Regions from separate parts of the Sus scrofa genome. Here region 2 is linked to region 1. Evidence: chromatin contacts called from public HiChIP or PLAC-seq data. All regions are on one chromosome and are shown on one strand. Each heading gives the region's core, a stretch centred on a gene start, on an enhancer-like site or on the middle of the called end of the contact. The rest is flanking DNA. Distances are from core to core; before and after follow the strand shown. Region 1 holds the start of PCIF1 (phosphorylated CTD-interacting factor 1). Region 2 holds the start of ZSWIM3 (zinc finger SWIM domain-containing protein 3).

Region 1 (4,323 bases), core at 944-3,443:
CCCCTCTCCCAGCTTCAGTTTCCTCATGGGTAGATTTGATATAAACATTTCTACTCTCAGGGGTCTTATACTTTACACATGGTAAAGCTGGATATGCACTGGGGATGTTTATGGCTTTGAGAATCAATTCAGAGAACCTAAACTAGGAATGAGAAAATACATTCAAAAATAGCAAAAATAGGTAAAGATTTTTTTTGTCTTTTAGGGCCATACCCATGGCATATGGAGGTTCTCAGGCTAGGGTCGAATCCGAGCTACAGCTGCCAGGATACACCACATCCACAGCAACACCAGATCAAGCCGCCTCTGCAAACTATACCACAGCTCATGGCAATGCCAGATCCTTAACCCACTGAATGAGGCCAGGGATCAAACCCGTGTCCTCATGGATACCCGTTGGGTTCGTTACCGCTGAGCCACAACGGGAACTCCAAGAATAGGTAACGATTGCTGTATACCCTTTACACTCCAATGGAAGGAACTAGATGGCAAGCCTGTAAAACTGGGCATTCTGTAGGTCTAGAGTGACCATATAATTTATTGTTCAAACCACTGCCCTTTTGAGAAAGGAGGCAATATTAATAATTATGTCGGGGAGTTCCCATTGTGGCTCAGTGGTAATGAACCCAACTAGTATCCACGAGGTTGCAGGTTCAATCACTGGCTTCACTCGGTGGGTTAAGGATCCTGCATTGCTGTGACTGTGGTGTAGGCCAGCAGCTGCAGCTCCAATTCAACCCCTAGCCTGGGAACCTCCCTATGCCACACCTGTGGAGAAAAAATGTATGCCAGCACAACAGACATAAATCAAGACTGTCCTGGGCAAAGCAGGGCATGCAGTCCCCCAGTGTCAGTCTGAAGTGGGGACCTGGATCTGATTTCCTGTCAAGCCTCTCAGGTGAACAGTTTTCACTGTGAGGGCAGGATCACTGCACATCCCGTGCCTTTATGGAGCTGGTTTATTTCTAGAAGGTTCAGATCTACTTGGAGCAATTTCCCCAACCCCATGAGGTGATAATAGCTAACATGTATTAGTGCCAGATACAGTCCTGAGTACTCGGCAGTTAATTCACACCAAGCCTTTATGAGGTAGGCGGATTTGTGGTCTGTTAGAGGAAATGAAAACTTAGATGTCAAGCAGCTCCTTCAAGGCCACACATCTAGGGTGGAGGAGCAAGAGTTTGATCCCCGTTAGACTGATGGGAACCCTAGTTCTGTTCACAATACTGCCTCGGTTTTGTTTTGTTTTTTTCCCCTACTGTCCACACCTGCGGCATATGCAAGTTCCCAGGCTAGGGGTCCAATCAGGGCTAGCTACCAGCCCACCCTACAGCCTCAGCAACACCAGATATGGGCCCCATCCACGACCTTCTTTAGCTTGCAGCAACACTGGATTCTTAACCCACTGAGTAAGGCCAAGGATTGAATCTGCATCCTCGCATATATTAGCCCGGGTCTTAACCCACTGAGCCACGGGTTTTGTTGGCACTCCCGTTACCCCACCAAGTTGCATGGACCAGGCATCAGGGACACCCGGGGAGGCCCAGTTGGGGTAACTGCAGCCTCTGGCTCCACGTGGGAAGCACAAGGCGAACAGCAGGTGGCAAGCTTGTCTTCCTTCCTCTCAGGCTTTCTTCTTCTCAAGCTTTCACTGGGAGGTGAGTTTACTGGGGAGACCAGGAGTGGAGCTAGTGAGTACTCTGCCAGACCTTACCAAAGAATCCGGCAGGCCGCTGGGCACGGGGCACCTAGTGACTGCCAGTCTCCTGCTAGGCTAACTTTTGTGGCCGGTTTGAGGTCTCAGAGAGGTTTTGTGCTGCAACTAGCAACCACTGATGTCAGAGTTAGAAAGTCCTCTGATGCATTTAGCTTATTACAATTTCCTAACTTTACCAAAAGCTTTGTTACATGTCTCCCACATATGGTTGTTTTGAATTTCTTCTACGCAGGGGCTCTTAAAACTTGTGCAGCCTTATTACGGGAGAAGGTTCGATGTGCATGCAGCTTGGGTATGGGAAAAGGTTGGAAAACATTCTTTCTGAACCGAGAACCAGAGAGGGCAAGCGATCGGCCGGAGGCAGCAGAGCCGTGCGGGAGCTAGGACCCAGGTTCCTCCATAGGTACAGAGCCTACGTCATCAGGACTCCGCCCTGAGGGAGGTATCTGGGCCGAGCCCCCCGCAGGTTCCAAACCCACCCCACGCCCCCTGGTGCGCACACTCAATCCGACGCAGCCAGCGCACCGCCCACCCAGGTCCGCTAGCACCAGTGGGTGTGCTCGCGGGGGAAACTGAGGCAAGGAGCGTGCTTGTGAGTGCGTTCCTTCCTCAGTCCACGCCTCAGGGCCCGCGAAGCTGCCCTCCTCCACCCTAGACCTGCATGAAACAGCAGGGAAGAACGGAAGGAAGGGGAGGGGGGCCCAAAGCGAGCAGGGTCCAAGGAGCTGGCCGGTCCTGCCACACTCAAGATGGCGGAGCGGCAGCGGCGAGGTCCCTCAGAGGCGGTACCAGCGCATGCGCAGCGCGGAGTCCCGGCCCGGGACACAAGATGGCGGCAGCGGCGCTGGGGAGGGCGAGGCGGAGGCGGCAAAACGGGCGGTCGAGCAGAACGTGTAACCGCGTCCCCTCGAGTCCGCTACGGGCAGGTAAGAGCCCCAGGAAGCCATGGTCCCGTCGCGAGCCGCGCCAGGGTCCGGGAGTCCGAAGCCAGGCGGCGGTGGCCCCGCCGGCGCTTTCCACTCCTGGCTACCGCTTGCCCCGTCTCTGCCGCCGCCGCCATCTTAGGCCCAAGGGTGGGCGGTCGGGCCGGTGGCCTGGATGAGGGAGTTCGGTCCGGAGAGCGCGGGCGGAGCAGCCTCTAGGGCCCCTCCGCTGCTGCCGCCGCCACCGCCTTTGTGTCGGGCTCCGACTCTGAGTCGCCTCAGCCCGGGGGCGGGAGCGCGCGGCGGGGCGGGGGGCGGAGCCGGGAGATGGGCCGGCGCGCGCGCGCCGAAAGAGCCCGCCCCCCCGGGGGGGTGGGAGGGAAAAGGTGCGCGCGCTAGGGGTCGCGCCTCCCCTCAGCGCGCGCCCCCGCGCCTGCGCACTTTGCGAGGCCTTTGACTCCTCCCTACTGGGTTGGAGTATTCTGATTGGTGCGTTACTGAAATGATCCCGCCTCATCTTTCTCCAATCCTGGACTCAGGCTCTTTTCTTTCTGGTGGGTTCTTTGGTTGCGCAGATACAGTTGTTTATCCTAAAGCTGGTCGGCAAATTGCGGTACGCGTGGGATTAATAAAGACGTTATTTTAGTAATAGTCGTTATCTCTTAGAGTGTACAGTATGCTAGGCTCTACGTATAGAGACTGTAGAGGTTGAGTGATTCTGGTTTATAAATTGGAAAATGGCAGAAGGGTCTGGAACCCGGTTGTGTTCAAACCCAGAACTGGTACTTTGGCTGCTGACCTGCTGCATCCACATCACCTGGGAAATTAAAAAAAAAAACTCCTTAGTCATTAAAAAAAATTGGCAAAGACTTAAAATGATGTGAAGAAATTAATCATCTGGTCTCTCAGTCTCACTCCTGTGGCGCATTTTAAAAAATGCAAATTCTTGTGTATCTCCCCTCCCCATCTCTGACTCCTAAGATGTGGAATGAGGGACAGGAATCCGAGGTTGTTTAACACGTTCCCTGATGGTTCTGATGCACAGAGCTGGCTTTGGGAACACTGCAGTGTCCCAGTTTGGCCTCACTAAGGAATGCAGCTTGTGCCGCCTCTGCATAGTTCATCTGCCTGCTGCATCAGTATCTCACAGTGTTTCTTATGGAAAATATTTTTTCAATAAAGGTGAACTTGCTCCGTTATATAACACTTTTCATGCATTGTTATTTTTTAAAATTGAAAACCTGATTCACATGTGTTTTTCACTCACTCTGGGTGGCTTGGAACTGTGCCCACCTTGAAACTGTATGTTTGTTCACTTTTCTCTTGTCATGGGGTACCTTAGCAAGATCAGCAACACAATTTGTAGGGTCAAGTGTGCAAGGTGAGAGTGTGGACCCCTCGTTAAAAAAGGTATTAAAAATTTGAAGACAGGGAATTGTCTGATGGCCTAGCGGGTTGTGGCTCCTGCGTTCTCAGCGCTGTGGCTCTGGTTGCTGCTGTGCGGTGTAGGTTCAATCCCTGGCCCCGGAATTCCCACATGTTGCCTGTGTGGCAAAAAAGAAAAAAAAAAAAAATCCCACAAAAAACAAGAGAGGACCTGAAGTAAATGTTGCAACTCTCATTTAAAAAAAAAAAAAATTGAAGACAGTGACAGCAGAGCATTAAACCTCCTCAACGTGGGGC
Region 2 (4,145 bases), core at 1,511-4,010, 66 kb before region 1:
TCGCAGATGCAGTTTGGATCCGGTGTTGCCATGGCTGTAATGTAGGCCGGCAGCTGTAGCTCCGATTCAACCCCTAGCCTGTGAATCTCCATGTGTCGCGAGTGCGGCCCTAAAAAGAAAAAAAAAAAAAAAAAAGAGAGAGAGAGAGAGAAAGAGAGCGCACATGGGTTTTAAAAGATTACTCTCTCCTTTGACCTGAGAGCAGTAAGCAGCTATAGAGATCTTGCTTGGTCTGCCCCTCCTCCATTTTTTAGGTGGGATGAAGGAGGGATTGGGGAGGTAGTTATCTCACTCAAGGTCACCTGGCAAAGCTCAAACCAGACCCAAAGTCTCTTTGATTCCCAGGCTGGTGCTCTCTTCTCCAAGTTAAGCTGCCAGCCTCCAAACGCCCAGCAGAGGTTACAGAATCCTCCAAGAATTCAGCACAGGGCTGACCCCAGGTGTGTAAAGAATAAAGAACAAAAAACCCCCTGGCAACAGTGAAGCTGCCGAGTCTTGTGCCACCATGGGCCAGAAAACAAGTACACAGCATCTCAGCAGGTATGGGGTCTAAGGCTCTTCCTGGCCTCAGGCCTTGTTCCTCTCTAGGCTCCCTAGAGCATCCCACTCCCTTCCCCCCACCCTCCACCTCTCTCCCTCTTCCTCCCCAAGGCGGGGAAGTGGCTGCTTGGGCCACCAGAGCTGGGGTGGGGTAGGGAGGGGGTGGTTTACCTGTCCGAACAAAGTAGCAGTGCAGGGAGTGCACGTGAACATCTTCGCTCACAGACTTGGCTGCAGCCACCAGGGCCTGGCCTACAATCTGACCCCCAAACAGCCGCTGGGTTGAGGGTACCCAGTAATGCCTTCCTCTGTGGGGAGAGGGGAAAAGCAGGAAAGACTTGGGGGCTAGGCCAAATCCCAAAAACCTTTGATGAGCCTCTAGTGAAAGATCTCTTAACCTGATTGGGGTTTGGGACCCTTTGAGCATCTGCTAAAAGCCATAGATCCTTTCCCCAGGCAAATATCCTGACATCTCTCTACCTAAAACTTCAAGGCCTTAGGATGCCCAAAACGTCCATGGACTTCAGTTAAGGCTAATGAAGCAATTCCCATATTTTACACTACAAGAACAGGGAGCATAAGAGAGAAACTGACTCGAGCAAGGTCACACAGCTCAAACACTTCCATCCTGAGAAGTATCTGGGTCTTTTGACCCCATGTCTTCTTCCCATACCAGCGTAAGGGGTAAGCCTCTCAAGGCCTTAAGTAAACAAAGACGAACCCCCAAAGCTGGGAGTGGACTGTATTAAGGTCTGCCACTCACACCCCTCAACTTTATAGCCTAGTTCTTCGAAGAACTTGATTTAGAGATTGAAGGGCCCTCAGACTTCAAATTTGACCCCTTCAGTGTACAGATGTGGAAATTGAGGCCCTAGAGGCAAGTCTTGTCCTGTGCCTGTGCCCAGTGGCAGCTCAAGAATTTAGGTCTCCATGGAGCATCCGTCATGGCTCAGCGGAAAGGAATCTGACTAGCATCCATGAGGACACAGGTTCGATCCCTGGCCTCACTCAGCGGGTTAAGGATCTGGCGCCATGAGCTGTAGTGTAGATCACAGACATGGCTCGAATCTGGCCTTGTGGCATAGGCAAGTGACTACAGCTCCGATTCAACCCCTAGCCTGGGAACCTTCATATGCCACGGGTGCGGCCCTAAAAAGACCAAAAAAAAAAAGAATTTAGGTTTCCAACTTCTCACATCCCAGCTCAAGATGTTCACATAATGCATAGCAAACAGTTCTCCAGAGTTACTTGTAATTTGTTAAAATGGGGGAAATTAAGTTAATGCCTAAAATAGTTTCCAATCAGCCAAGAAGAGCCTTGGAAGCCTAAGCTGTTAAACCCTCCACTACAGTCAAGAATTAAAGTGGCATCAGGAAGGAAACTGGCTCAGGCCTCAGAATGAATAGCTATTAGACCCCACCTAGTGGTGGTGGGGATGGGGTAGGGAAGAGCAAATAAGTGAATTTCCCCGTAGGAGCTGCAGATAAGTTTGCGTCCTTGGACAAATCACTGTCCTTTCTGGGCTGGCTCCCCCTGGGATATGACTCCTCAAGGGAGGCTGCTGAGAAGGACATCTTGGGTCACCACTGTTTTTGTTCAGATTGAGAGGACCTCCGTGAGGCTGCACTGACCCCTTGTGCAGAGGAGGAAACCTGGGCAGCTTTGTCAGGCACAAGTTCCCTCCCAATCGGCGCAGAGGCATCCTACGCAGAGTCAATTCTCATCCCGGGGGCTACGGACAGGGGCGACGGGGTAGCAGCAGTCAATATCAGGAGCCCCTGTCCCACTGTGTCTCGGGCGGGTTGCGGGGGGTACCAGATGCGGCCAACTACCTGAAGAGGTCCTGGTCCAAGAGCTCGAGATTGAGCACGCTGGTGACCAGGACACTGCGGAGGTCCCCGGGTGGATCGTCGCCGCTCTGTCTGTCCTCGGGAGGCTCCGTGGACGACATGTAGTTCAGTTACAGCTCGCCAAGGACTCTGCCCCGAGCTGCTCACACGGAGATTAGGTAAAATGCGCAGCCTCCGGCAAAAAGCTAAATAACCGGAAGTATCCGGCCGGCCCTGGGAAAGCGGGATGCAGGTTATGATTGGTCAATGCCCCTGTCGGTTTTCCGTTGAGCCAGCCCATCTACTCTCTAGCGATTGGAAAAAGTGAGTGCCAGTCTGAGAGGCTGGTGCTGATTGGATGTGTCAGTGATGGGGCGGAGCCCCGAGAATGGATAATAAGGGCTGAGTGTCATTTCCCTTCTGTCAGTAGCAAAGACGCCCCCCAGTGCACCTAGGTCCTCCCGAGCTGAGGGCTTCTCCTGAGCTCCGTAACAGGCCACCCGACCCGGGCCGACCCTTAAGGCCTCCTGGGCCCACTCCAGTCTGTAGAAACCTCACAGTGTGACCTCTGACCCCTGGTGTGGATCTTGGGGCCAGCCCCTGTTGTGGGCTGAGGGGGCGGCCATGGAGCTAGGCAGCTGCTTCAAGACCTACGAGGACTTCAAGGAGTGCTTCAGCGCCTACAAAAAGGAGAACAGGTGCTCCTTCATTCTCAGGGACTGCGTCTCCGTCCGCTTCCACAACCTCAACCATGGCACCTCCATCCGCGAGGACATCCTGTAAGGGCGGGGCAGGAGGGTGGGGAGGAGGCCGGATGGCCCTCTGGAGGGCGGCTTGGAGGAGGGAGTGCAGCTGGGCCCCTGTCTCTGAGCATTCCACAGGCACTCATTGAGCACCTGCTGTGTGCCTGGTGAAAAGTGCTAAACCTTCACAGGCGTAACTCTTGCCCACTTCACCTTCACTCACTCCTTCATGCACAGCTTTTCTGGAATTCATAGTGACGGCAGTTTGTCCCATTTTTCAAGCACCTGCCGTATCCCAGACACAAAGTATGGCTTTCACAAATGGATAAAAACGCCGTGGCCAGAGTTTTCTTCATCAGTCTTCTCTTTACAAAGCAGTAATACTGATCAATTGTTGGTTCGTTTGTTTGTTCATTCATTCATCATTCATTGATTCATTCATTCTGTAAATGGTTCTTGAGCTCCTGAGGTTTAAAAAATTGTGTTTTTCAAACACTTTCCCATGGTCCAAGCAGCATTCTCTGTTTGGTATCCGTGTTACCCTGCAGAGCTGTACTGAAAATTATAGGCAAAGGTTATTTTTCTATTTGGCAGATAAGAAAACAGACTTGGAGGCTAAGCTAATGGTTGAACACTCAATTGCCTTCAGGACTCAGGTGAAACAGCCTAGTGTAAGAAAGTTTAACTTTTAATTTAACCATAAGAAAAACAATGAGGAAAGAACAACCAAAACCAGGTCTTTGTGCTAGGGAGAACAGACGTGTGAATTGGGCAAAATGGAGCACAGGCCCTGTTTGATCAACTTCAGCTGATGGTTGCCATGTGAAAATGAGCCAGTGTTCCTAGATTTAGGGCAAATGGAGTCAGAAATCCAGGCTTTCCGTGAGTTTGTCCACTTTTTAAAAATTGAAAATTCAAATTTGAACACACCCTATGTGGGCCAACTCTGAGAATCAAACTATATCTGAGTTTGAGACTTCTGGGTTGAGACATTTGGTCAAAGTTCCCTATCTAGGGAGCAGGCTGTGTTTTT

Evidence for each region. HiChIP or PLAC-seq counts read pairs in DNA pulled down with a chosen protein or histone mark.
Region 2: an H3K27ac HiChIP or PLAC-seq map of alveolar macrophages shows a contact between it and region 1. The contact joins the promoter of ZSWIM3 here to the promoter of PCIF1 in region 1. A contact is called at or near these places in 2 of 5 promoter capture datasets (fetal liver and liver), 6 of 47 Hi-C or Micro-C datasets (blood, fetal liver, heart right ventricle and 2 more) and 1 of 2 datasets of contacts at active chromatin or transcription factors (alveolar macrophages).

Annotation. Positions count from the first base shown.
Region 1 is chr17:48,118,070-48,122,392 of Sscrofa11.1, forward strand. It overlaps PCIF1 (phosphorylated CTD-interacting factor 1), which reads left to right and starts at 2,194. Exons shown (of 16, transcript XM_021077371.1): 1 at 2,194-2,643.
Region 2 is chr17:48,051,719-48,055,863 of Sscrofa11.1, forward strand. It overlaps ZSWIM3 (zinc finger SWIM domain-containing protein 3), which reads left to right and starts at 2,761. Exons shown (of 2, transcript XM_013985404.2): 1 at 2,761-3,148. The coding sequence starts at 2,994. ACOT8 (acyl-coenzyme A thioesterase 8) reads right to left here and starts at 2,617. Exons shown (of 6, transcript XM_001928889.4): 1 at 2,373-2,617; 2 at 712-848. The coding sequence starts at 2,491.